Linked DNA regions of Mus musculus: regions 1, 2 and 3 are each linked to region 4. A link is a contact called in public promoter capture Hi-C data. All regions are on one chromosome and are shown on one strand. Each heading gives the region's core, a stretch centred on a gene start, on an enhancer-like site or on the middle of the called end of the contact. The rest is flanking DNA. Distances are from core to core; before and after follow the strand shown. Region 1 holds the start of Usp6nl (USP6 N-terminal like). Region 2 holds the start of Upf2 (UPF2 regulator of nonsense transcripts homolog (yeast)). Region 3 holds the start of Nudt5 (nudix (nucleoside diphosphate linked moiety X)-type motif 5). Region 4 holds the start of Taf3 (TATA-box binding protein associated factor 3).

The links. Promoter capture Hi-C pulls out the DNA fragments that hold promoters and counts their contacts.
Region 1: a contact with region 4 is called in a promoter capture Hi-C map of pre-B cells, with 2.3 times the contacts expected there. The contact joins the promoter of Usp6nl here to the promoter of Taf3 in region 4. A contact is called at or near these places in 2 of 39 promoter capture datasets (cranial neural crest and pre-B cells) and 1 of 484 Hi-C or Micro-C datasets (embryonic stem cells).
Region 2: a contact with region 4 is called in a promoter capture Hi-C map of pre-B cells, with 4 times the contacts expected there. The contact joins the promoter of Upf2 here to the promoter of Taf3 in region 4. A contact is called at or near these places in 4 of 39 promoter capture datasets (cranial neural crest, hippocampal neurons, pre-B cells and 1 more) and 1 of 484 Hi-C or Micro-C datasets (embryonic stem cells).
Region 3: a promoter capture Hi-C map of pre-B cells shows a contact between it and region 4, with 2.7 times the contacts expected there. The contact joins the promoter of Nudt5 here to the promoter of Taf3 in region 4. A contact is called at or near these places in 2 of 39 promoter capture datasets (cranial neural crest and pre-B cells).

The regions. Positions count from the first base shown.
Region 1 is chr2:6,319,128-6,325,851 of GRCm38.p6, reverse strand. Usp6nl (USP6 N-terminal like) reads right to left here and starts at 3,095. Exons shown (of 15, transcript NM_001080548.1): 1 at 2,898-3,095. It overlaps A230108P19Rik (RIKEN cDNA A230108P19 gene), which reads right to left. Exons shown (of 7, transcript NR_040333.1): 7 at 4,241-5,880.
Region 2 is chr2:5,947,575-5,954,396 of GRCm38.p6, reverse strand. Upf2 (UPF2 regulator of nonsense transcripts homolog (yeast)) reads right to left here and starts at 2,928. Exons shown (of 22, transcript NM_001081132.1): 1 at 2,844-2,928.
Region 3 is chr2:5,841,138-5,848,364 of GRCm38.p6, reverse strand. It overlaps Nudt5 (nudix (nucleoside diphosphate linked moiety X)-type motif 5), which reads right to left and starts at 3,331. Exons shown (of 10, transcript NM_016918.3): 1 at 2,980-3,331. Cdc123 (cell division cycle 123) reads left to right here and starts at 3,188. Exons shown (of 13, transcript NM_133837.5): 1 at 3,188-3,530; 2 at 6,341-6,412. The coding sequence starts at 3,457.
Region 4 is chr2:10,047,018-10,053,907 of GRCm38.p6, reverse strand. Taf3 (TATA-box binding protein associated factor 3) reads left to right here and starts at 5,299. Exons shown (of 7, transcript NM_027748.3): 1 at 5,299-5,673. The coding sequence starts at 5,508.

The sequences.
Region 1 (6,724 bases), core at 1,846-4,345, 3.7 Mb after region 4:
CTCTCTGGGATGACTCTGAGGCAGACGATGAGGGACTGGTTCAGGAGCTTCTCTTTAAGCAGTGACAGCAGCACAGAGGCTGTGCAGGGACCACTCTCCTATGACCTCCACCTCAGTCTCCCTCAGTCTGTACTGTGTACACACTTTCCCTCTCACCCTCAAATATCCTAATTTCATGAAACAATAAGCTTTGAAGAATGAAGTCATGCAACGAGAGTTCCTATAGATACTAGCCAGCCAGGAATGGTCTCTGTGTCTCTAATCCCCACACTCTCTAATCCCTGTCCACTATGTGGAAGGATGCTACAGGCCAGACTCTCTTCAAATTGTGATTCTTAGGTTAACTGCAAAAGATGGTAGAAACCTTTTAGAGGAGAAAATTATTCTCTACTGTATAATTAGATCACATCTGTAAATGGAAAATGCTTCTCACAAATTACACTGAAGGGGCAAACTGTAAGTCTGTGGTAATTAGTCTGAATTGCACTGGTTACAAAACAAGGATGGTTAAAGTAGAATTAAACTCAGAGCCAGAAAATGTCTCCTCCTCGATACCTGAAGTAGCAACTCTCAAAGTTTTAGTATTCTAAATTCTTTGACTTCCTTAACATTCCTCAATTTTTCAACCAAAATCATTTCCTGGCTACAAAATGTAACAATAATTCGTCATGATGGCAAAGCTAGGCCAATACACTACAGAACAAAGCTAGGCCCTGGAGCCCCAGACTGGATCTGCTGGTTCCCACTCAATGCATGAAGATGATCAGTCACTATACACCCAACACCACGTCTGCCACTTCTCCTCAGGTACTTGTTTAACCAGACCAGTTGTCCTTGCTAAGGGTTACCTGCACCACAAAACACCCTGAGAGGGAGTAATGGAGGGCTGGAGAGATGGCTCAGTGGTTAGGCACACTTGCTGCTAATACATGATGGCCCACAACCATTCAGAACTCTAGTTCCTGGAGATCTGACATCCTCTTCTGACCTCTTGAGAGCAACAAGCACATGTGTGGTGCATACGCAAAAATGCAGGCAACATTCATACACATAAAATAAAAAAATCTTTTAAAATATATATATTTAAGGCAAAAGGGTACTGATGGATTATACTCACCAGAACCAAGCCCAACCTAGAGCAGTAGTCTGATTTAAAAAGTGGCGAACAGCACTAGGGCTCAGGACCACACTCTAAAGTCAGACAAAGGATGTTTCTTCAATACCTTTGTGGGAGTGCCCTGATTCTTCAACTGAGGGCACCTGTCCTTGCAATTAGGGCTCTGTGTCGTCGTCGTCCCGACCCCCCCCCCCCGCACAAGTTAATTAATACTGTTATTAGTATAATTTCCTTTTCCATTTTGATTTACAGCATAATGGCCTGGAGAGAGTACAAACTAAGGAGTGAACGAGACAGCATGCTTACAATTTCACCTATAAAATTATGACAAACTAGGAAATATTTTGTTAATTGTGGGGTCTTGGTGAGAAAAGCAGTGAGTCATTGTTTAAATGCCAGTTTACTGATTATTAAGGTGAGTTAAAGAAAGGGGAAATAATTTAAAACTCTGCCCTAGTTCCCACCACCACCGAGAAAACTTCCAGAGATTCAGTATGGGAGGGAATTGGTCACGAGTCATCTCAATCAACCGTACCGCGAAACTTTTCTGAGCTATGAAACAACTTGTCTCATAGATCTAATTACATAGGAATGGAAGAAGGGAAGGAAGGAAGGAAGGAAGGAAGGAAGGAAGGAAGGAAGGAAAGAAGGAAGGAAGGATCCACGACTAAACTGTTCCAGCAAGAATACTTTGAACACTGTCCCTACAACTTTTTCCATTCGTGTCGCAGTACTGCCCCAATTCACCGAGCCTTTCCATAAGGCACAACGCATATTAGTCTCCTTAAAAAGCATCTGGGGTAGGAGGAATGAGTGAACAGAAGAATCTACTAACGCAGCTTTATTCGAAAATGCCGTGATGTTAGCTAACACCTTGTACGCTAATTTTAAAAATAAAATTCAAAATATCTGTGGATAGCTGGAGAAATGGCTGGGCGGTTAAGAGCACTGACTGCTCTTCCGGAGGTCCTGAGTTCAAATTCCAACAACCACATTGGTGGCTCACAACCATCCGTACAGCTACAGTGTACGCATATAGATAAAATAAATAAATCTTTAAAAAAAAAAAAAGTATCTGTCGATTATACGGAGTGTGCCTAAAGAAGAGCCCAGAGATCTCGATGCTCAACATATATGAACGTCCCACCATGGAGTAAGACTTCTCTCATTCTCTGCATTAAAACACCTGCGAGCCACCGTGCTCATCCCCTATAGAAACGCCGCGCTCCCGGAGCCCCAAACTAGCCAGCAAAACTTTGCCGGGGCGCACGGATTTCCAGCTCCCTCCCGCCCGCCCATCCTCCCCGGGGCTGCTCCAAAGTTCTTGCGGCATCCCAGGCAATCGTCTCAGCGAACGAAGTTTGCCTGGGTCCTGCCCACTCGCGCTCCCGCAGGACGCAACTGAAACTTGCAAGGGAGACACGTCTCCCCGGGGACCGAAACTTGCACGCGGGGTGGGGGAGGAAGGCGGCCGGAGCGTTCCGCCTCCCCGGGGGTCTGCACGCAGCGCCGAGCCCTCTCGGCCCCCCGCCCGGCCGCTCCCGCGCGCGCGCCCGCCCGCCTGTCAATCACACCGCAGACCACCACCCCCACGCGCGAGCAACACGGCGCGCGGGGTCCACGGGAGCCGGCTCGGGCCAGGCCGCGCCGCCGCAGCGTGCCCTCTGCCCGGGGCCGGGAATGGCGGCGACCGGCTGCCCGGAGCCAGTTCCGACCTGGCCCCCTCGCCTTTAGACCCCGCCAGCCCCTGTAGCAGCGGCTGAAGAGAAAAGGAAGTTACCTCCAAGCGGTCCCGGCGGCGGCGGCGGCGGCCAGTCGCGGGAGGCCGAGAGGTCCGGCGCGGCGGCGGCGGCGGCTACCGCAGTGCCCTCCGCCCCATTGTTTCCCTTCCAGGAGGCTCCCGGCAAAGCCGAGCCCGGGAACCAGGAAGTTCCCCGGCGCGACACCTCCAGCCGCCGCCGCTATGGAAACGGCCCCCGCCTTCCCCAGGGCGGCTCTCCCGGGACCCCGCCTCCGCGCCGCCGGCCCCGCCCGCCTCACCGGCCGCCAACAGTCGCCGTTGCGGCCGCGGCCGCCGCCATCTTGGCGCGGGCGGACAGCCCCTGCCTTCCCGGCGGCACGTGCGCTGTTCCCGCGCTCCCGCCGGGCGCGCGCTCGATGGGCTGCGGGCGGAGGCCGACGGCCCGAGCCCCTCTGCATGAAGAGGGGGTCCGCCGACCCGGCGGCGCCCAGCGATCGCTCCAGAGCTACTCACGGGCTGGGACCAGTGCTGTGTCTGACACCTGAGGGCAGCCGGCAGAGCACGGCGCCTTTCGCGGATGAGGCCCGTCCGCTCGCCAGCCTTCAGACGTTGCCTACTGCACTTGGGTTTTTCTTGGACTCGGTATCCTCACCCGTGAAGTGAGAGGGAAACTGTACCTGCTTCGTGGAGTTGTTCCCCGCGCAAACAAATGCTTGGTAGTGTGTGCACAGTGAATCTGTCAACAGAGTGGCTCTGTTACTGACACAAGGTCACACAGTCAATTTCCAGGCATTTATGCCAAGAGTTCAGATCAGCACAACTTTAAGTAGGCTACTGTGTGCAAGCCTTTTGCTGCCTAAACAGTGTTCATTCCCTGGCCCATCTTTCTTTAGGTCAGCTTTTTCTGTGTCAAGAGTTTTAATCCCCACGGTCTTCCATTAAGAACTGATGTAAAAAGGGGATGATGTAAACTTCCCAACACTGTAATTTGCTGACGGTTAAATGATTTATTCACTAGAAGCAGCAAAGGTTTGGGTGTGCGAGTAGCTAAAAGGCTTCTGTCCTTGTTTCCAGGAACTAGAATTACTATAGCTGGCAACTGTGCACTGCGTTTACTCTTTCCCAGGCTGGTGAAACCTGACACTCACTGCAAACTGTGTTCCTTGAGGAATTGAGGAGAGGCAGAGTCCTGGCCCTTCCTGGGCTTGCAGACTTTAACACCTGTGACTCCTTGGGTCTTAGATGGCCTCTGAGGCCACTTCTGACTCTCAAATGCTGATTAACCAGTGAAACCCAGGGCCTTTTGGACAGACAGACAGACAGGCGCGCGCGCATCCCTTCATTCAGGTCTCCATTTAAACCAGGTTTGGAAACACTACTTTGGGTTTTGTTTTGTTTATTGATTTGTTTATTCTGGTATGTACAAATGGCACAGTTGGTTTGGTGAAAATCAGGTCAAAAGTTGGATGGTCATGGGAATTTTTTCAACACTCAAATATAAGGAATAGAATTCCAAAATTAGCAAGTCACCAAAGAGCTCTCCATTTGTGACAATGCCTACAGCTTCCAAGTCTTTGATGACAACACATGCACATACGCATGTACTTACATTGTGCTTTGAAGATTGCAGAAGTCCTCCAAAAGACACTTACTGAATTAAAGTATAACGTTTGAGTTACCGTCTCTCCGGATACCTTGGGAACCCCACAGAGGCTCAAGAGAATTCATCCAGAAATTTTACCACAAATACAAAAATATCAATGAGTTGGAGGGGCAATGCTGGACACAGCTTGCTTCACAAACTGAAGGAGAAGTTTCAGATGTGTGTGTGAAGTTTATATTAGTGTAATACTATATTCTAGACTTAACTGTCAGCACTGTCGGCCCAACTTCAGACTTAGCAGTCTGTACTATTATTCAGAAATATATTCAAGAATGAGGGTAGCTGAATTTCACTGAAAACCTACACAAATAGGAACACTTGAGTCTTGGGGTAGTCGTTTAGCAACCGCTGTCCTAAAAAAAAAAATGCATATTTAAGTTATGTCCGCCTTGTGATCCTATTCCCTCTAACATACGATAGATATCATACATGTGATTCCCCCTTCAACTGGGGGGAAAGTTCACTGTCAAAATCCCAGAGAAAATGAAAGGGGGAATAAACAGTTTGTATCTCCAATGAGAATATTCTGCAAATGCCAGCCATTTAGAACTTTCCGATCACATAACAGGAAGAGTGATGTTTGCATTTCGTTTTTAAAAGTTATGTTATACTCATGACAATACTTACAGAATATTGCCAAAGGTAAAAGTACATGTTTAAGTTTCCCACAAGACTCCATAATAACTAGGGTTAAGAGTATAATTTGCGGTGAGAACATGAAAATATAGAACATGGGGAAATTTTCAAAAGTAAACCATGCATCCTTAGCTTTCATCTTCAAAACTGCAGATCAAAGGCGCTGTTCCTAGAGTCTCCTGTAAACTGAGACCTTGCAATGTGGATCGATGGCTATGCAGTCCATTCAGGTTTGGGGAGTAGCAAAGTGGGTTGTGCCGTGGAGACTCTGGAAAGCCTCATGTGATTCATCTTACCCACTACAGTCATTTCTGAAATTCCCTAGGAGTGTTTTGTTGACTCAAAAAGTCAGTTCCAATATCACTGTATATAACTCATCATGATAAAAAGAAAGCAAGCATATCAGTGGATATCCATGGACCACATGTCAATGAAATCAGCCACATCCACATGGCTCATAGTTTTTCCTTAATAAAGTCCTTCAGATTAAAAGAGAAAGTATTGATGGCAGACCAGAAGAAGGATCACAAACAGTAGAATTCCACATATGTTACAAACAGTTTGTTACAACAATCTGGGGTGATCTTACTTATTGCTGTTTTGGGGGACTTGGGAAGTGCCCCTATGTTAGAAACATACAAGCCATGAGGTTTGGGACTTGTTTGTCTTCCATCCTGTTCTGTTCTTTGGTCCACTTTGCTCTCTGGCCAGAGTGAGCTTCCTCTGAATAAATATAGAAAGAATGAGGAGGAGAGAAAGGGAAAGGAAGGACCAAAGGATACAAAGGTGTATCAGTACCCAATTTGTATCAATACCCAATATGTAAAACGTTTCTCATTTTTTCACATGCTCAAACATCTTATGACTCAAAAACAAAAACAAATCAAAGCTTAGAAACAACTCCTTTTCAACCACAGAAGTTTCCACTCACTATCTCCTCTACTCCTTGCTTGTAGCCAACCTGTTCCTGACTACACAGTAAGACATCACAGTCTGCCAGGAGTCTGTAACGAGGCTGGATCACTTTTCAGATGTGCCACTTTGTCTTCCTAGCTCCGGCGGACTTTCTGTCAGCAGCGCTTCCGTCTACCATATGTCAGCTGCCCCAAGTCCCTTCCCAGATGCCATACCATTATTTTTAGGACATATATTCGCCCATTCTGGAACGGGGTTTGAGCACGTGCTACAGCGCCAGTATGGCACTCGGGGGACAACTTTCAGGAGTCAGTTGTCTCCCTCTCCCGTTCAGGTCCCAGGGACTGAACCCTGGGTCATCAGAATTGACAGCAAGCGCCTTAACCTGTAGAGCCATCTCACCGGTCCCATGATTTTTTAAGTTTCATCAAACCGATAAAATGTAAATATTAAGATGCACACATATATAAGTATTTAAAAATTAAAATATGACTTCCTGGCTTTTTTGTCTCCATTTTAGTGATAAAACATTAGCCTTCATGTACATGATTGTTATTAACTTTCTAACTCTGTGTATGTTGAAAGGCAGTTTTCCTAGGAAACCTCCCAGTGAACCATGCCTACCAATACTCACACAGTTAGCCACCCTCCG
Region 2 (6,822 bases), core at 1,679-4,178, 4.1 Mb after region 4:
AGCACAATCTTATTTAAGGGTATTAATCATTATATGCAACAAAAATTTATGGAATTTGAATTTTGTGATTTGAAGTAACAAGATATTTCAAGATTATAAGAACATACAATTCTCAGACAACAAAAATGACATCAGAATTTATAACTAAAGTGTTCCTTACAAAACTAAAATTCTTCCATAGAATCAACTCACTCTTTATCTGACAAATCCATGAATGATCATCATTTATAAGCTCATCAGGGTCCCAAACTTTCACGACTCACCAATATTCACTTTTTAGTTTATGTAAATAACTACCACACTAATAAACAGTAACAGTCAGTGACAAATTAAGACAAATCCTGTTTCTGAAGATGGTAAAACAGATTCCCAAAAAGATCTGCAAGTCTTGGTATCAGAACCAAATTTCAGCTAACAAACTTATAACTAAAGTCCAGGCAGGAATACCACTTGAGCAAACAGAACAGGTGTTCAAGTCAGCCTTAAGTCTGCGTCCCAGCTTTGTATCTTACTAGCTATGGAAATCAGGCAACTTAACTTCTGTTTATTTTAATTATTTGCCAATAAAATGAAGCTGTTGCTGCCCATCTTAAAGAATTACTAACCTATAGCACAGTAGCCACCATAAAGAGAGACACTAAATGCTGGGTAGTGATGGCACACACCTTTAATCCCAGCACTTGGTAGGCAGAGACAGGAGGATTTCTGAGTTCGAGGCCAGCCTGGTGTACAGAGTGAGTTCCAGGACAGCCAGGACTACACAGAGAAACCCTGTCTCGAAAAACAAAACAAAAGGAAAAAAAGAAAGAAAGAAAGACACTAAATGACAGCTCTCTTTCAGGCCTGACGCTGAAAAGGCCATTACTAGATGAGTGATCTTTAGGATTAAACAGACTATGGGGCTCTACCCTCCAAGCTTCAGGGTTACGCTGAGTGTTAGACAATACAAGCTGCCCAACACTACCCAAGTGCTTCCGTAGCTACCCAGGGCTCGTTTCCACTATGTTCACACTCACAGGACTGTGTAAACCAAGTACACTAGCAAACAAACACAAAACTGGGCAGTGGTAGCGCATGCCTTTAATCCCGGCACTTGGGAGGCAGAGGCAGGCGGATTTCTGAGTTCGAGGCCAGCCTGGTCTACAGAGTGAGTTCCAGGACAGCCAGGGCTAGACAGAGAAACCCTGTCTCAAAAAACAAAGAAAGAAAGAAGAGAAGAGAAGAGAAGAGAAGAGAAGAGAAGAGAAGAGAAAAGAAACACAAATCCAATGACAATACACTTGTAATCTGTCAATTTAAATTCAATAAATTAAATCTAATAAAAGCACTAGATTCTTATTTAATAACAGCTAAATAATTCACCTAGAGTGTCTCCAAATTTCCCATGTAATATTATATTAAAGAAGTGAATATAAAAATTAGTGGTCTTGAAATTGAAATAGAATCAACTTTTACAAACTACTCTGCTAAGTACTCAGACAGCCCTTAAAAGGAAAGTATGATTGAAAACCACCTTTCTAGCTCCCAAAATACCGCTCCCGGCACTTGGTCTGTATTATTTTAGTTGCCTTTCTAAGTACATTCTAAACTTCCAAAAGAAAGTAAAAACTGTTTTACTAGTAAGACAGACTCTAATGCAGTGTCCTGGAGAGAGGACAGAGAACGGAGGTGTCCCCTAATACAGCTATAAGTTTGCTAAGTACCATATGGTCTATGTATGAAATCACAATCAGACTGCTCTGAAAACACTACAGAGTAAGAGAATGCTGGTTTACCTTTCAAGTCTGTGTTTTGAACTCAAAATGTTCTAAAGGTAGAACAGCACAGAGATATCTTCCGGTTTCTGAGTTTATTCTTTTACAAAATCCTTATATATGTACGAGACTTATTCAAATTTTTTCAGAGATTTCACCACAGCTCAAAAGTGGCTTTCCTGACGATCTGTACGACTTTTATGAACCCCTAAAAACTATGACAAATGAGAAGGGTCAGTAACAGTCTTATTTTCATCTAATGTGTCAATCGGTACATTTAAGGTTTTCTAAGAGCAAGGCTATTCGCTTCCATGCGTACCCCCAAACCTGTAAGCAGCCTCTGCTAGGCTTCTCTTTAGTTCAACAGTACTTGCTTGTAAGGGAAGTAATGAAAGCCTTGAGTTCGAGTCGAACAGTCAACCATCCTACCTGATTAAAAGGAAGTAAACCCGAACAGCCCCGTTGCCCCCCATCCGCAGGTCCGCTCCAAGCCTCTTCCCCTGCACACGCATCACCCACAAATCTCCCACAAACCCCCGCTGGGTCTCAGGGTCCCACCATTGACACACTTCCCGTCCACAACTCCTATTCCGTGGGGACATCTAAGCCCCAAGCCTAACTTCTCATCCCACACTCCCTCAGACTGCAGCCTCTCCAGCTCGACTGCCTACTCCACATCTTCCCCGCTCCCTCGTCCACGCTTCCCTCCGGACCGCCGAGCTCGCCCCAAGCCTCTCCTCGCACTCTTCCACGCCCCCGAACACCTTCCCCCTCCACGGCAGGCTCCTCCGCCTCCAGCCCCGACGCTGGGCCCAGGCATGCGGGGCAGACACCTCTTCTATCGCCCCTCACGCCGGCCTCGGCCGGGCCGAGACATCCCCCCCACATTGACCGGAGCCTCCGGGAGAGGGGTCTGAGGAGGACGACGTCCGATCCGCTCGTCCCTCCACTGCTCGCCGCCCCCGGAGAGCTGGAGTGCGGAGTCGCCTCTCGGGTCCCTCGGGGAGCAGGAGTCCGGACCGGTAGCCCTCCGCACCAGCTCGTCCCTATCGTCGGAGTGGAGGGGGAAGGAGGATCCCCGGAACTCACCTAGTGCCTGTTGTCAACATTAGCCCCGGGTTTCCCAGCACCAACTCCAGCGCTCGGGCTCCCCTCCCCTCCCCCCGCCGCTCTCGCAGACGAGGGCCCGCCTTCCCTCCGCTCCCCTCCTCCCTCCGCCCGTCGGCCCGCCCGCCCGCCACTCACCAACGCGGCCGGGCTGCTAGGGGGGCGGGGCGGAGCGCAGAGGGAAAAGGAAAAGGCTGCCCGCACGACTGCCTAGTCCAAATGGACCTTCGTCTCCGGTCCCTCGCTATGTGTTCAATCCCTCGTCTGGGTTAAGAAGTGATCAATCTATACCTAATCTCGAGGATGTGCTTCTCCTTCAGATATTCGTTGAAATTCTCCTATCTGTAAATTTTTATGTACAGGCAATGAATAGGACAACCGCTTCCAGCACCTCCAATCAGGGCCCCAGCAGAGGGGAGGAGTGTTCCAAGGACCGGAGGCGGGAAGTGGATTGGTCGTCAGGAAAGGGAAAGCGCCTGAATTGGAGATGCGCAGGCGCAAGCGATTCACGGCTGGGGGCGGGGGTGGGGGGAGCGAGAATGAGACGGGGCGGAACTCTAAGGAGGCATAGAAGAGTGGTGGGATAGTAGAATTACGGGGCGCTGTCGAGGTCAAGGTTGGTAACTTAGTTCTCCGAAGGTTGCCTGATGCGAACGTGAGGAACGGGTTCAAGAAGGCAAACTTTGATTGGACTAATACCGAAAGGTTGAAGGTTTAAAAAATCGAAAAGCTAAAGAACATGGCTGTTGAGGAAGGTAGAGGTAGAGTAGACTGGTGGGGGAATTTCCAGAACCGGTTTAAGGTGTTGGACATGAAAAACAGCTAAAATAGAGAGCAATCAAGGCTTTTCCCATTTGGAAAATATAGAAAGCCCTCTATTGTAAGTATTATAACTTTCACAGTGGAATGAAATCGCCCCGTTTTTAAAGGGATGGGGTTACGAACTTGAACCAAATTGACTGTGAAGTGCATTATCAGCTGCTCAACCTGTTTTCCCAAGTGGATATAATGTGCTTCTGACCTCCGATTCGTGTTCAGATTGTGGTCTGCTTAGATGTACATATGGTTCTGCTCTGGTTGGCCCATAGCCAAAGGAACAAAGGTGCAAAACAAGTCTGGATTCATCAGTGTTCAAGCCCGTACAATGATCTGCTACCAACCTTAGTGCTTGAGATGTCTTTGCCCCCTTTTTATTCAGCCTTTGCCCATTTGCTTTCTCCCTGCCCACTTCATTATTAGCAAGTAAATTCTCTTTCAAATTGTGCACCTCCTGGGTTAATTTTTTCTTGTTCAAAACAACCAATAGGTCAATCACGTAAAGGGCACCGAAGGAGGGAGAGGTGAATGCTGCCACTCTATGCCATTGATAAGTAATTATGAGAAGCTTTTTGTTTTTTGTTTTTCGAGACAGAGTTTCTCTGTGTAGCCCTGGCTATCCTGGAACTCACTTTGTAGACCAGGCTGGCCTCAAACTCAGAAATCCGCCTGCCTCTGCCTCCGGAGTACTGGGATTAAAGGCGTGCGCCACCACGCCCGGCTTTTTTTATTTTTTAATATTTATTTATTATTATACCTAAGTACACTGTAGCTGTCTTCAGATGCACCAGAAGAGGGTGTCAGATCTCATTACGGATGGTTGTGAGCCACCATGTGGTTGCTGGGATTTGAACTCAGGACCTCTGGAAGAGCAGTCAGTGCTCTTAACCACTGAGCCATCTCTACAGCCCGAGAAGCTTTTTCTATAACACACAACTGAGGACCACTTCCAAGTCGCAGGTCTCCTTTTCTTATTTTGTCTGTCTTACCCTGCTCCAGATCTGGTGGTGTGGTGGTTCACATCTGTAATTCAGCACAAGAGGATTGCTACAAATTAGAGGCCATCCTAGCACACAGCAAAATCCTATCTCAGAACAAGAAAGTATTTATTTCCTGGATCTAGAATGTAGTTTACAGCATTGCCTTATCTTGCATGAAGCCCTGGGCTCTAACTCAGGACCCCACTTAAAAACTGAGAAAAACTGGGGGCTGGAGAGACGGCCCAAGAGTTAAAATTACCTGCTGCTGTTGCAGATAGCTGGGTTCAGTTCCTAGCACCCACATGGTAGCTCACAACCAACCAACTGTATAACTCTAGACCCAGGCGCTCTGGTACCCTCTACTGGTGTCTGCAGTGCACATGTATACATACACACACCCACACAGTTTTCTTTTAACTTTTAAAAAAGGAAGAAAAAAGAGATCTATCCCTGTATTGATGAACAAGTTCTCATCCTAAACAAGTCAACCCCTGTCTAAGAACACCCCAGGTGTTCTTAGGAACTCTTGTCATCACAGGGAACAAACAAGAGGAGGCGCTAAGGATCAGCTCAATGGTAGAGCATTTGCTGAGCATGCAAACAACCCTGGGTTTGCTCCCCAGCACTAACTCATAATATGTTTAGTACACTAAACACTAAGCCTGTGTTATCCAGCTAGATACAATGAAGTGAGCAGATGAGACATGGGAAGGAACTCTGCCCGAGATGAAAATTTAATCATTGACTTAAACATTACAGGTGCTGCTCCATTTAGAACAGTCTTGCATCTTCTTTACACCTGTTTTAAATTCAACCCAAACTGAAACTATTTCAGCCACCTAACCTACTAAACAACCTAGCTCTGCAGTACAGTGTGCTTAGAGTATTAGTTATTATCTCTCATGAGCACTTAACGTAGCTAACTAGGGCCATGCAGGCCAATTTTGCTATCACAAGGCAAAAAAAAAAAAAAAAAAATTCAAACTGAGTTTTTACTGAATGTAAGTTTACTTTTGTACTATCATAAAGTCAAAAATCCTAAGTTAAACTGTAGTTACATAAGGAACCATTCTTACAACCATAAGAATAGGTACAATTGCCAAAGAAAATATCAAGAAGCAGATGGCTCAGGACTAATCCCAGAGAACCTTCTAAGCATAAAAGTTAGGTCTGTAAATGGGGTCTAAAGGAGAAAAGGGAAAGCCTGCAAGAGTGTTGGTGTCTTGAAGGGCAAAGGAAGAGATGTTCCAGGGAGGGGAAGGGAGAGAATGAAGAATACAATGATGAGAGGTGCTCATCATTGAGTGAGTTTTCAGGCACCATTTTGGCCTAGCACATGGCAGGTTACTATTTTAAAAGATAAGTCTCTCTTAGAGGAGTTGAAGATTAAGTTGGAGCTGGAGAAAAAAACAAGACATATTTGGGAAAATTTTATGGTGAGAAGCAGCAGAAAAAAAACACAGGCAAGAGGTCCTTCAAGCCTAGGGCATCCCTGAGATGGGCTCAGATGCAGAGGCTTCCACTCTCCTCCACTTCATCTTAGTGTCGGTGTTTCTGTGTATACTTACTATGCACCCAAAGATCATCCTGAACTACTGATCTTTCCCTGGGACTACAGGCATGGACTATCACATCTGCTAGAAAGCTGGAATCTTTGATCACTTAATACAGTGAGTAGATTCTATAGCTCTATTCCTAGACAGTTGTGACCAAGCCCACTCAGTCATTCCAAGGGTTCTCCAGCACAGGAGTACGAGGATTAAAAAGAAAGAGACAACAAGACAACGCTGCTGCATGACCCCAGTCAATTCTGAGACTGAAGGCAAATTTAATTTTCCCAATCAGCTTTTTGTACCATTTTAATTCCATGCAAGTATTAAGGGCGAGCAGTACAATAAAGAACTGAAAGGACAATAGTCAAGGAACAAGCAAGACAATAAACACAAAGCCCCATGGTCACTTTGGTGATCGCTGTTTCTAAGGATGCTCAAGATATCTAAGCCAACTTCTTTGTTCTACCCTAAAACTCGATTCTTTTTTTTTTTAAGATTAATTTATTGTATATGAGTACACTGTCACTGTTTCAGACACACCAGAAGAAAGCATTGGATCCAATTACAGATGGTTGTGAGCCACCATGTGGTTGCCGGGAATTGAACTCAGGA
Region 3 (7,227 bases), core at 2,082-4,581, 4.2 Mb after region 4:
ATTTATATAATATAAAAATATTAAAACTTTAAAAGTTAACTTTAAACAAACCAGAAAACAATCACTCTTTTATACTATACATGGTAAAATTTTGGGACCCACATCAAATGGATTTCAGTGCCCTTTCCTTCATTGAAAACTACTGTTAGACTAAAGAAGAATCCTTGTACTCACATTGGTAAGAGCAGAAAGCCACTCAAGTTCTCGATGTGTTCTTTCTCTTGACAGGGGCCACTAGTAAGTGCTAAAGGAGGGAACTGACATTTATTGAGATTATACTACTCAGTGACTTATAAAAAAAATCATTTATGGCAGTTTATTATTACACCACTTAATTCTAGGTGAGCAAGAGGGAACTGACTGTAATGACCCTTGGGAAGGTTAATTGATTACAGCCACAAAGTAATGAGTCTGTAAGGAACTTCTTGTAATAGTTTTAGGCGAGAGATAATGAGAATGTGCAGCAGGGTGTCAGCAGTAACAAACAATAGCTAGAGTTTAGTATTTGTTCTAAAACTGCGTTTAGGGGAAATACAGGGTGATGCCAATAAGATTTTAAAGAAGACTAGAACATTAGAAGAAAGATCTGAGTCAGGGTTTGTATTTGGACTTACTGAGTTTGTAACACTGGAAATATTAATCTAAAAGTCATGTTATGAGTTCAAGAAAGAAAATGTGTTTTTGTTGTTGTTGTTTTTGTTTTCCATTTTGGAATTATTCAGTAGGTCACCCTGGCTGTAACCATTTGAGTACTGACATTAAAAAAAAAAAGTCCCAAGGGGCTGGTGGGATAGCTCAGCAGGTCAACGTGCCTGAGAGCAAGCTTGAGTCCTCCATGAAATCCCAGGGTCCTACATAGGAAGAACTCAGTCCCTCAAACTGAAAAGTTGTCCTTTGATATCCATATACTTGTGGTACATACCCACCTGCACTGGCACACACTAATAGTAAATTAAAGTTTTTAAATATTTGATAATATGATTTTTTTCCACCATTGTATTTAAAGACTGTCATGGATGAAAACTGAAAAATACAAAAACCCCAGCAAGGCTACATGAAGACAAACATGGTGGTTAAAACATAGTAAGAAATGAGCTCTACTGTTCCAAACACTTGAAGATCCTTTGTTTGTGGTGTCAATTTATTGAAAGTTGGCTGAGTCTGTAGCAGTACCTACTGCAGCAGTAAAAACAGATACTGAAAAGACAGAATATACAAGACCGCTCCATTTCCTTCCCTGCCCTCTTCCTAAAGTTTACAAACTTAGCAGGTTCTCTACAAATAACTGCTTCAGTTTCTATGCCCAAAGGTTTGCTGGGCAGTACTGCTCCACCCAGATGGATAACATTCCTATCTACAACAAAAAGTACTTTACCCAAATGCATTCCCAACCTCTGCTCACATTCCCCCTCCCCCTGCAACTCGGTAGGTCAAATAAAACAAGTTTTTGTGGCCTCTCACATATGCTCTCTGTCTCTGAGAAGCAGCACCATTCTCCAGAAAATGAAAAGGGAAGATATGGATTATTGCTGCTTTTCCTCACATCACAGAGGACTAGCCAGACCTTGATCCTAGCACTGAAGAGACTGAGGCAAGTGGATCTTTATGAGTTTGAGGCCAGCTTGGTCTATGCAGAGCAGTGGTCCTCAACCTTCTTAAAGTGTCCATCCTTTAATACAGTTCCTCATGTTGTGGTGACCCCCTCCCCCAACTATAAAATCATTTCGTTGCAACTTTGCAACTGTAATTTGGTGTCATGAATTGTCATGTGAATATCTGGTCTATAGAGCATCTGATATAGGACCTGTGAGAGGGTCGTGACCCACACATTGAGAACCAAAGAGTTCCAGGCCAGACAGGAGTATGTAGAGAGAGACTATGTATCAAAACAACAAACAAGCAACAAAACCCAGGATTGATTAATTCTGGATACCACCATTCTTAAATAAGAAGCTCTGCTATCCACAACACATCATTATACACTGCAACATTATAAACCATTGATCTTGATTTTGGAAGGTATTCTTTAAGCAATGCTTCCAACCACTTTACCTGTAACATTTCAAACAATGTATACCTCTCCTGTGTGTGTGTGCACGCGCGAGCACGAATTCTAATTCAAAATACAGAGGATTCTGTTCATCAGTTCTAACAAATACCTTTCTAAAGAGGTCAACAGTGGCTGGGGTTTTTCCTCTCTCTCTAATTTAAACTGCTTAGATGCGCTGTGGAAAATGCAATTTATTTTTCTGTGAGGGTGAGTATCAGAAATGTGGTGCTTCTGGACAAATACGTGCTTGGAACATGCCCAAGGCTTCTACATTACAGGAAGCACCAGAGGGTTTGAAAGGCCTGTCTCTTGCAGCTGGTGATTTTTTTCCTTTTTTTTTTTTTTTTTTAAAAAGAAACTGAACTTTGTAGGATGATAGATGGAAAAAGGAGTAGGGAGAAAAATGATATCACAAGTTGTCGTATACAAACTCTTCCAACCTTTTACGATTTCATCATTGCAGAGACATTGATAAAAATATGTGCTTTTTCCACACTGGTAACTTTTTCGGAATTGGACTAAACTTTAAGCTTAAAAGACACAACTTTCCCCTTTTTCTTGATTTCTCAGACGAACATCGCTTCTTTCATCTTCAGGATCGTAAAATACCACCCTCCTCCCCAGAATCGTGCATGCGGGACTTCTTCCCTGTGTCTCTAAAATCTACTTTCCGGAATGAGAAGGGGCCATCCTTCTTGTAGATGCCTCAACTGATGTGTTCCAACATTTACTGTGCTGTTCCCAGGTTCCTCTCGTAGCCCAGGCTGGTCCGCCTGGATCCCGGGTTCTCGTCTCGCGCTCAGGCGCAGACGCGGAGACACGCGCGCGCGGCGGGCTGTACTCTGGGCACCATCGGTTGTGCTCGCGCCCTTTTTTCCCTTCCCCTCTCCAAGGACACTTAGTACCGAGGTTGGCTCGCGCCCACTTACCTACACTAAACTGTGGGATGTGGAAGGGATTGAGGAGGAAAGGAAAAAGGATCAGGCAGAAGCTGCAGTCTCCGTAGAATCAGGCGCCACCGCTAGAGACACCGGCGCCTCTCGTGGTGCAAGGAGGATGTGCACACGTCCTCCTCCAGGCACCCGTAGAAGCTCAGCTAGCTTCAGATGATTACCTTCCGGGTCGAGGTGCATACAGACGAAAGCGGAGATGTAAGCTTCCTAAAAATCTACGCTTTCGTGCCTCTTCTCTGCGGACTCAGATCTCTGTGTGTCTTGCGCGTCTGTGTGGGCACGCTAAGCATACAGTCTACCATGGCTCTAGAGTCTAGCGCCAGCGGACTTTTACGGACCGGAAGAGTCCTTTCTTTAAGACGGCTCGGTCGGCACTTCCGGAAGTGCTGCGCAGGGTTCCGGGAGAGGGCTGGCGGGAGAGGGAAAGGCGGCTATTGACGCGGCAGCTGGAGAATGAAGAAGGAGCATGTTAGTCACTGTCAGTTCTCCGCGTGGTACCCACTTTTCCGAAGCCTTACCATCAAGAGGTAACCTATCCCGGAGTCAAACCGGGGGGTTTGGGTAAATCCCATCCCTTCAGAAAACTAAACAAAATCCGCAGGCCTTCTACTCAGTGGGAGCGACTGTGTCGAGCTGCGGATTTTCTATTGGCTTTGACGGAGCAAGATTAACAAGTAGATCAGTGTTTGCCGTGCGTCCTGTTCGGAATCAAAGAGCGAGTCGAGGGAGGTAGGGAGGCGGTGGGGGTCCTCGGTAGGGTAGATTGAAATAGATACTTTGGGAATTGTCAGAAGCGCAAGGCAATAAACAAAACAAAACTGGAGACTTTGCCTGCTGCTGACCGACAACCCCCTCTGGTGAGAGTTGCGTTCCATCATTGTACAATGAGAACAGTGATACAGACGGTACCTCCAAGTCTGGATGAAGCTCCAGTTTGGTAGTGTGTATAGGTTGCATTGCTACTGACGATCCAGTGTTCTGAGAAGAAGCAACCCATCTGGAGAGAAAGTGGGATCGTTTGGTTTTTGGTTTTGGGTTTTTTTTTTTTTTTTTTTTTTTTTTTTGATTTTTGAGACAGGGTTTCTCTGTGTAGCCCTTGCTGTCCTGGAACTCACTTTGTAGACCAGGCTGGCCTCGAACTCAGAAATCCACCTGCCTCTGCCTCCCAAGTGCTGGGATTAAAGGCGTGAGCCACCACCGCCTGGCTGAGAAGGTGGGATCCTATTCTCTAGTTCTCTGGCCTGGAACAAGGAATCTGTCCAGGTTTGCAGAATGCCCACGGTGAATTGGTGCATCCAAAAACAAAACAAAACAAAACCACAAAAAACAAAATCCTGCCCCCAAGAATTAGATTGTAGAGTCAGAACCCTCTGTCTGGCTTTGAATTCTGGTTCTATCAGCATCTTCAGCAAATTACTTAATCTCTCTAAACCACATTTGAAAACTTAGAAACATAATAGGATTGTCATGAGAATTGCAAAAGAAAAAAAATACTTAAAATGTTGCCACTCTTTTGTAGCACATAGTAAACACATGAAAAATGTTGCCTGTTACCTTTTGGATTTAATAAAGCCTCATTAAAGTGAATTTTTTTTTTTTTAATTTTATTTATTTTATTATTATATGTAAGTACACTGTAGCTGTCTTCAGACACACCAGAAGAGGGAGTCAGATCTTGTTACGGATGGTTGTGAGCCACCATGTGGTTGCTGGGATTCGAACTCTGGACCTTCGGAAGAGCAGTCGGGTGCTCTTACCCACTGAGCCATCTCACCAGCCCCAAAGTGAATTATTTTAGTACACTTAAAATGTATGCCACATATAGGTGGATATGAGGATGGTAACGAGAAGGAAGTCAACCAATAACTGGGATTTTCTGGCATCCCTAGACAAGTCTGTGACTACATATGTGTACACACGTGCCCATGTGTCCATATTGGGCATATGGAAGTTACAGGATAACTTGCAGGAGTTTGTTTTCTCCTCTACCACATGAGTCCTGGGGATTGAACCTCAAGCTGTCAGATTTGATGGCTGGTACCTTTACCCACTGCTAAGCCATCTTACCTATCCCCCATGAAAGCATTTATTCTGTGCAGGACAGCCCTCCTACATTCCAGACAAATCATGTGGAGTCATATGGCAGCCTGCTTCAGTTGTTTGTTTCAGTGCTCAAGATATACATTCTGGCTACTGCTGTAGCATTAGTATTTTATTTTTATGACTTTTGGTTCAGAGCTGATTATGCAAATTCATTTTAGAAAATAATTTTTCTTTGTTCTTCCAGAATTCTATATATGCATACAATGTATTTTGACCCTGTTTACTCCCTGTTACCCCCTTCCACTTCTCTCAGGTCTAAGTAACAGGGTCCACCTCCCAACTTAGTGATGCCTGTGTGTCTGTGTGTGTGTGTGGGGGGGCATCCACTGAGCCTGGGAAATCTTCTAGTGTCCTCAGCACCAAAGAAAAATGACTCTGCTTCCCACAGCAGGCAATTGTCAGTAGCTATCAGCTAGGAGTAGGGTTGAAAGTTTCTCCCTGTTTGTCCTGGAACTCTACCTGGCCTGATCTTTAGCCGGTAACCAGAGCAGGTGAGTGCCCCGCCACATCAGGTCTAGAAGACAACAGCTCACATTGTCCGTCCTCTGGCCTCTACCCACTGGTTAGCAATGTTTCCTGAGCCTTGGTGTGAGGTTGATGTAGCTGTCCCATTGAGAAGTGAGCATTCCGCAGACACTCATTCACACACTTATTCTCGCCACTCTGATTTCTGTCTGGTTGTCTGGATTTGGCTAGTCTTTTATTTTTTCTTTCTTTCTTTCTTTCTTTCTTTCTTTCTTTCTTTCTTCCTTCCTCCTTTCTTCTTCTTTCTTTCTTTTTTCTTTCTTCTTCTTTCTTCCTCCTTCTTCTCCTTCTTCTTCTCCTTCTCTTTCTCCTTCTCTCCCTCCTCCCTCCTTCTCCTTCTCTTCCTCCTCCTCGTCCTCCTCTCCTTCTCCTTCAAGACAGGGTTTCTCTGTATAGTCCTGGCTGTCCTGGAACTCACTCAGAAATATGCCTGCCTCTGCTTCCCAAGTGCTAGGACTAAAGGCGTGCGCCACCACTGCCCAACAGTCTTTTGCTTTCTTATTTAATCTAAGAACTATTGTGGTGTAAGCTGCATTGTGTACTCATAGTATATGGTTCCTGGTTGTACTTCTCTGTTCCATGTTAAAATTAAAATAATGTAAATGCTTTTTTATCTTTACAGTGACTATAAAATGGCCGTTGGGAGGCTTTTCTCCCCGCTATGGCTGGTCCTTCTAAATGATGCCTTTTTGCTGTATTTTTTCCCCAGTGTCATCCTCCCGCTTCCTCAGAATGTGAAAGACTATCTACTTGATGATGGGACTCTGGTGGTCTCAGGAAGGTAAAGTATTGAGAAAACAGCTCTCTTCTCTTTCCAACCTAATGTTTATATTGGTTCTCTTCTGTGTCAGCCTCCCCACCCCTGTGACCTCCCTCAAGAAAAAACGTCCAGGTTGTGCTATCTAGGTAAGCACTGGAACCCCTTAAATAGAACTGAGTCCCCCCTCCCACCTCCCCACGACCCAGGAACCATCAGTTAAATAGAACTGAGTCCTCCCCTCCCACCTCCACACGACCCAGGAACCATCAGTTAAATAGAACTGAGTCCCCCCTCCCACCTCCCCACAACCCAGGAACCATCAGTTAAATAGAACTGAGTCCTCCCCTCCCACCTCCCCACGACCCAGGGACCATCAGTTAAATAGAACTGAGTCCCCTCCCACCTCCCCACGACCCAGGGACCATCAGTTGTGGAGAGCAACGCTTAGCATCCTTCTTACGCTTTTTAAAAAGAGTTCTCTTCGATGGCGTCCTTTCTAGGCCAGAAAACCATGCTTTATAATCATAAAGAAGCAGTACTGGTTACATCTCAGCATGTTCGCATAGTGAAGAGGGCGCTGTGTTAGCCTGGACGCACCGTCCTCTTCACTATGGGGGCAGAGGCAGATGGATCTCTGGGAGTTCAAGGCCAGCCTAGTCTACACAGCAAATTCCAGGCTAGCTTGAACTTCATAGTGGGAGTCTATCTCAGAATCAACACGTAGGCACGTCCTAGAGATTCATGCTTTGGTCCTCATGGTTGCACGACAAGTACTTTTACCCCTGAGCTACCTCCTTGGCCCCTTGTTTATCTTTTGAGACAGAGTTCTGGCACCC
Region 4 (6,890 bases), core at 4,050-6,549:
GTCTGGGTTAAGATTCATCAACACTTCACCTTCACACTACAGTTCTTCATGTCCTGCTGCTGATGGAGAGGAGAAAAGGCCAACATCTCTTCATTGGAAGAATGGCCAAAGAGGCAGATCAAGACAAAAGTGGAATGGGACAGTACCATGATGTCATTGTGTGTGTGTGTGTGTGTGAGTGTGTGTGTGTGTGTGTGTGTGTGTGAGTGTGTGTGTGTGTGTGTGAGTGTGTGTGTGTGTGTGTGTGTATGTGTGTGTAATGAAGTGAGAAGCTTTGTCTTCTCTAATATGATTGTGAAACCCCACCTCAGCATGTGACTGGATTTGGAGATACAGCCTTTTGGTTTAGGTTTTGTGTTGTTGAGTCAGTGTCAGTCTCATGGGCTGTGAACACACTGATCCACCTGCCTCTGACTCCCCAGTGTTGAGATTAACGGCGTGCACACCTGGCTGAAATGAGGCCTTTAAAGAAGTAATGTTGAGCTATCAATTTTCAGCCAAACCTGAAGACTTGAGATTGTTCCCTGGGATCCAAATGTAGGTGAGAACTAATTCCCACAGTTGTACTCTAGTCTCCCACACACATCCATATGCATACAAGTGCACACAAATTCATGAATGAAATAAAGTGGTCATATTAAACTTTTATAAGGATGGGTCCTAGTTCACTGGACTGGCTGTTCTTTGAAGAAATAGGAGAGAAGTTGGGCTGGAGAGATGGCTCAGCAGTTAAGAGCAAATGAGTTCAATTCCCAGCAACCACATAGTGGCTCACAACCATCTGTAATGGGATCCCATCCCCTCTTCTGGTGTGTCTGAAGACAGCTACAGGGTACTCATATGCATAAAATAATTCTTTTAAAGAGTGGAAGAGAAACAAGGACTGTGCACACAGAGACAAAGGTCATGAAGTTCATCAAGAGGAGGCAGAAAAGCCAGGCTGTGGTGGCGCACGCCTTTAATCCCAGTACTTGGGAGTCAGAGGCAGGCGGATTTCTGAGTTCGAGGCCAGCCTGGTATACAGAGTGAGTTCCAGGACAGCCAGGGCTACACAGAGAAACCCTGTCTCAAAAAACCAAAAAAAAAAAAAAAAAAAAAAAAAAAAAAAAAAAAAAAGAGGCAGCAGCCTGGGTCTCAGGGACATCCAAGCATGCTACAGAAGTGTAAGACAGAGGCTGTTGATTGAGCCACCAAGCTGCAGAATTGGGTTGCAGAAGCTCAGAAAAAGTCCCTTGAGGCTTTTCAAAGAGACCAAGGTGACAACATTTGGCCTTTCAACCCTAGAAAGAGCAGTCACTGTGTTGGCTAAGAGTGGACATTCCTGCTCATGGTTTCTCACTCACTGGTGTCTCAGTTACTTTTCTATTGCCATGTCAAGGCAACTTATAAAAGAAAGTGCTTGATTTGGGGATTCACAGTTACAGAGGGTTAGAATCTATGAAGACCAGAAATAAAGGGGACAGGCAGGCACTGCAGCAGTAGCCAAGAGCTTACATCTGATCTGAAAGCTTGAGGAAGAAAGAGAGAAGGCTAACTGGGAATAGCATGGGCTTTTGAAATCTTAAAGCCCACCCCAGTGACATATCTTCTCCAACAATGCCACACCTCCTAATTTTTCCAGAACAGTTCCAACTGGGGACCAATTATTCAAATATATGACCCCCTGGAGGTCATTCTCATCCAAAACACAAGTGTGTCCAACATCATGCTGCAACAATTCTCAAGGGCCTATTTCACAAGTGGGTGTTTGGGAAAGGCACCAGATATGAAGTCCACTGTTACTGCCCTATACCATTTGAAGCTGTTGTGCTGCCAGGCTGATGTTTTGGCCTTTGTAGGCACTGCTAAGCACAAGCTTATAGGAAATACTTTGTGGGGATGGGGTACAATCTCTGAGGATGCGGTACAGACTTTACTCAATGGCTTTTCTTTGGAGCGGGGTTCTCAACAGGGAGATAACATGGACTAGAGACTGAAGATTCTCCACTTGCCATCACTCCCAGGGACTTACTTAGGTAATTGTTCCAATTCCTGCAACCCAGAGTTCTTGAGGCTTATGGGTCTCATCTCCAAAATGGGCGAGTTTTACCAAAGGAGACAGTAAAAGTCCTGCTGGAATGGACAAGGCTTCAGGTGTTACCTTAGTACTTCAGCCACAAGATATCAGCAGAGAGGTCCATCTAGGCAGCCGATCCTCATAGGAGAAGACTGAGCTGTTATCCCAATGGGTAATGGGCACTATCTGCCATATTGGTGGTCTGTTTGGGTACTTTTGTTCAATTTTGAGGGTGAATTGACAAGGTCAGCAGCCACAATCTAGAAAGGATATGGAAGCCTAGGACTCAGAGCCCTCCCTTACACACAAGGTCTGAGCAAGCCACTGGAAATAGACACGGGGCCCATCCGCAGTAGGGAGAGTGGTAACAGTTCCTGGTTTTCCTTTTTAATGATGTTCTCAGAGGAGAACCCCCACCACCTCTGAAAGAGCTGTTCTTCAGATTTACACCAAGAAAGAGAGCAAAGGAGAAACAGAAGACGTATGCTGAATATTAATAGGATAGTACCGAGCTCCTCAGCTCTCAAGGACTTAAGCCTTCCATGGAACTGACTCAGCTGTAAACAGTACATTGGCCTAAGTTCACACACCCTTTCCTGCAAAGTCTACACAAATCACCTATGAATTTGGCAATGTTAAAGGTCCAAGAGTTTCAGCAAGCACCCTGAGATTGGCTGAGGCCTTCCTTGACAGTGTATCTGCCTGGCTCCCACTCCTTCCCTCCCACATTTGGTGTCCCAAGAGTGCTCCCAGATAAACCTGCTGTAGAGTTCCCTCCATCCCACACTTAGCTTCCTGGGAAACCAGAGTCGTGGCCATATGGTCATACATATGGTTACACAGGGAACGGTGCTGGTTTCGGAGGATAAATGCTCAGCTTTTCAGACTTAAGTGGCATGAGGTTTGCAGCTTATTTTCAAGCTGTTCTTGGAAAAGGTGAGTATAAGTTAATTAAAATATTTCCATATATAGTAAATGTGGCAAAATGTTAATAATCCATGAATCTTGTTTGTTTCAGCTTTTCTGTAGTTTTGAATTTTTTCCACTACACTCAGGCAAATAAAGAGGTAGTAGGGGAAGGGAATCCAAGGTATGAGTTTCAAATTAAGGAAATGTTCAATGTTATGAAACAGTTCTAAAAATGAGCTAGGCACAGTGACACACACCTTTAGTCTCAGAACTTGGGAGGCAGAAGGAGGCAGATATTTGAGTTTGAGGCCTGCCTGCTCTAGAGTTCTAGGACAGCCAGAGCTCCACAGAAACACTGTCTGGAAAAAAACAACAAAAAAATTAAAAATGTTCAATTAAGGCCCGAGACGAGATGAAAAGTATCCTTGTGATTTTGCATCAAACAGGCTCCTGACACTTGGGCACAGAACTCCCAATGGACTGAGTGTCGATGCTTCTCTCCAGACTGCCATTTGTCAAAACTAACATGGTTTCAGATTTATTGGGCTCTCAAGACTTTAAGAAGGGGATTTATTACAATGACTTATAGGCTATGGTCCAGTTAACCCAACAATGGCTGCCTACAAACAAGGTCCAAGAATTCAGAAGTTGTTTAGTCCAAGAGGCTAGATGTCTCAGCTGATCTTCAGTATACTCTGGAATCCCAAAGAAGTAGCCTCTACTTCCCGTGACAGAATGCACTTGTGAGCTGGAGTGAAGGCAAGCAGGCGAAGAGAAAGCAAGCTTCCTTCTTTTATGTGTTTTATATAAGCTGCCAGCAGAAGATGTGGGCCAGATTAAAGATGGATAGTCCCACGTCAAAGACCCAGACTAGAAGTGTGTCTTTCCACTACAAGAGATTTAATTAAGAAAAGAAATCTCTCGCAAGTGTGCCCAGTCATTTGGGGTTTAGTTGATTCCAGATGTACTAAAGTTGACAACTGAGACTAGCCATCACAGCTGCCTAGAAACAATTTATTGGAGAGGGCACATAAACTTATATACTGAATAGTCAATGGTAGATATGGCAGGCACAACTAAGAAATGGAGTAGTTAAATATAGCCGAAGTAGGTTTGGTTTAACTCAGTAGTCACTGGGATTGGTTTGGCTTTAATTTGAAACTTTTTTTCCTGTTCTGTAACTAGCTCTGTAGACCAGGCTGGCCTTGAACTCAGGTATCTGCCTCCCTCTGCCTGCCCAGCACTGGGATTATTAATCAGGGTCTACCAGCAGTTGCCCAAAGTGCCAGTTACTGTGGAGGCTCACTTCAGTCCCAAAAGTCTAAGGGCAGATGTTGCAACATAACAAGATTGAGACTCACGGGGGGGGGGGGGCGGGCGGGGGCGGACGACGGGATGGACGGACGGGACAACCCACTATTTCAACCAAACCTATTTATCATCTCATCACAGTTTCTGTTACCGTCAGGCAAAATGCAACTAGGGCTGGAAGAAGCCCTGGGAAAGGCAAGCAAGCATTCTCTGGACAAAACCAGTCTCAAGGATTTACAGAGTATTCGACCTCTGTAGGGAACTGCATTCTCCACGTCTTGGATAGACTACGTATTGTGACTAGTAAGACGCAAACTAGAACTAGCTATAAACTGCACTAAAATAATATCTTGCTCACTACTGGGGAAGAGGGGGGCAGTTCCCACTAATTGAACACGTAGGCATTTTTCCTTAAAACCAGCCATATTATGAAGAGCATTGAACGACACAATGAACAACATGAGTTTATTAGCTCTGATTGTTTTTTTTAGAGCCGGAGTCTTTTTCGGTTTTTCGGTGACTCTAGTTGGCCTCTAGCTTATGATTGCCTCAGCCTCCTGAGTGAACATCTTGGATTTCACTCAAACCTCCCAAGTGGCCACTATTTCATTCTGAATACTATCTTTCATCTTTTAATTTCGTTTTTACTTTTTTAGATTTAAGTAAAGGAAAACAATCGAATCCGCGTTCTGCGGAGTAGCTTATATTCCCAATTCTCTAGTTTCACACTTGAATCTCTATCAACATTATCGATGTTAAGTCCTTAACATTCCACTGCCTCCCTGGTTTGCCCCTGAACACACCGAGGGTCACCTCTTACTTTTCCATCAGCGGGGAGAGAAAGACACCGGCACCTGTTGTCAGGGAGGCGCAGACTCCACCTGCGCCCAGTCACTCGGCTTCCGGCCGGCGTCCAGGCTCTAGAGTCGATCCCGAGACGATCGCTCTCCTCCCACTGGGCGGAGCCTGGGCCGCCTATCTCTCGGCCTTCTGCTCGTACTGCCTCGCCCCGGCGGCCGTCCAGCGGGAGGCGGAGCGAGTCCAAAATGGCGGCTCTCAGGCTGGCGCGCTCCGTGCTGCTGAGGCTTTGAGGTGGTCGCTCCGGGTCGGAGGGGGGACGATTTCCCCGCCGCGGGGCCCCCAGAGAATGAATCGGGGGCTCTGCTGAGGCGAGGCGGCAGGGCTGGAGAGCAGTGGCAGCGAAGGGCTGCGGTGGCGTCCACGCAGCGGGATGTGCGAGAGTTACTCTAGGTCGTTGTTGAGGGTCTCGGTGGCGCAGATCTGCCAGGCGCTGGGCTGGGACTCGGTGCAGCTCAGCGCCTGCCACCTCCTCACCGACGTCCTGCAGCGCTATCTGCAGCAGCTGGGCCGGGGCTGCCATCGGTACTCTGAACTCTGTGAGTACTGGGGCTGGGTTGCGGGAGGGCTGCCCCAAGCCGGTCACGAGTGACACCTTTGCCCCTCCGGACCCCTTTGGGCATCCCCTGCAGGGGTGGCGTTCCGAAGCCGGCTTCGACATGGGGATCCTCTCAGACTCCGACCGTCTGGGGGGCTTCCACCGTCTCCTGCGAACTCCAGTCATCCCTTAGGTGCCTCTTCCTCATCCGCTAACTTCCCGCCACCGGCAGGGAAGCGGGGTCCCGGCTCGCAGCCACACACCCTCTCACCGATGCTGCTCCTGGACCAGTGCTTCGGTCTCTCTCATTGTCTCGGGTCGGCTGCGGCCAGAGCCACCCCCAGAATGCTCTCCACCTCGCTCACCTTGGTCTTTTGCCTCCCTTGCTCGCAAACTACTACAACTAGTTGTCACAGGCGCTCCGTCTACCGGCCGTTTCTTACAAGGCTGGCCATTCCTGAGCTCCCAAATAGACTCGTTGACAGCTCCGCTCAGTCAGGGTCGCTGCCTTTTTTTTTTTTTTTTCTCCCCTCTCTATCTGTTCGTTTCACAGACTTCGCCTACTACTTTTCAAGGCAGGTTTTGTCGATTTCGCTGAATACCTTTCAATAAGCATCTCAGTTACGCACGGCGTCCTTCCTCTATGCTCTTCTGTTAGTGTTGATCTAAGTGTGATGGGAAGCATCACTCGGTAATTTGGGAGGTTTTCCGGGTACTCAGTGTCGCAGTATGTATTAACTTTTTTTTTTCTGGTTCATGTCTCTTTAATGAGATTAAAGGCTCCTGTGTATGTTTTGGGAGTGAGTAAAGATAGCACAGTCCTCCGTGTTGCCCCTCTTCAGGGCTCCAGCCCTTTCAGGTGTGTTCTAGGAGAGTGGGGACGGTCCCACATGGAGGACTGCAGTTGAAACTAGGGCTGAATCCTGGTGGCCAAGTAATACCCAGTTTCCCTCTTGAAACTACTTATGGGATGTCCCCACAACTAGAAGCCAGCCCCACGGGAGGAACTTGAGACATAGAATCTGGGGACAGTGTATTGACTTTTAAGTGAATGCCCAGTAGTGTCTTTACCCGGTGGTATTTAATGATTTGTAGAAGGTACAGATCATTTTATAGATGTGTGATTTTTACTGATGTATGAGTGTGTGTGTGTGTGGGGGGGGGCGGGGATTATAACGTTCATTTAAATTCCAAGATATGACGTTTAAGGTGGCAAGT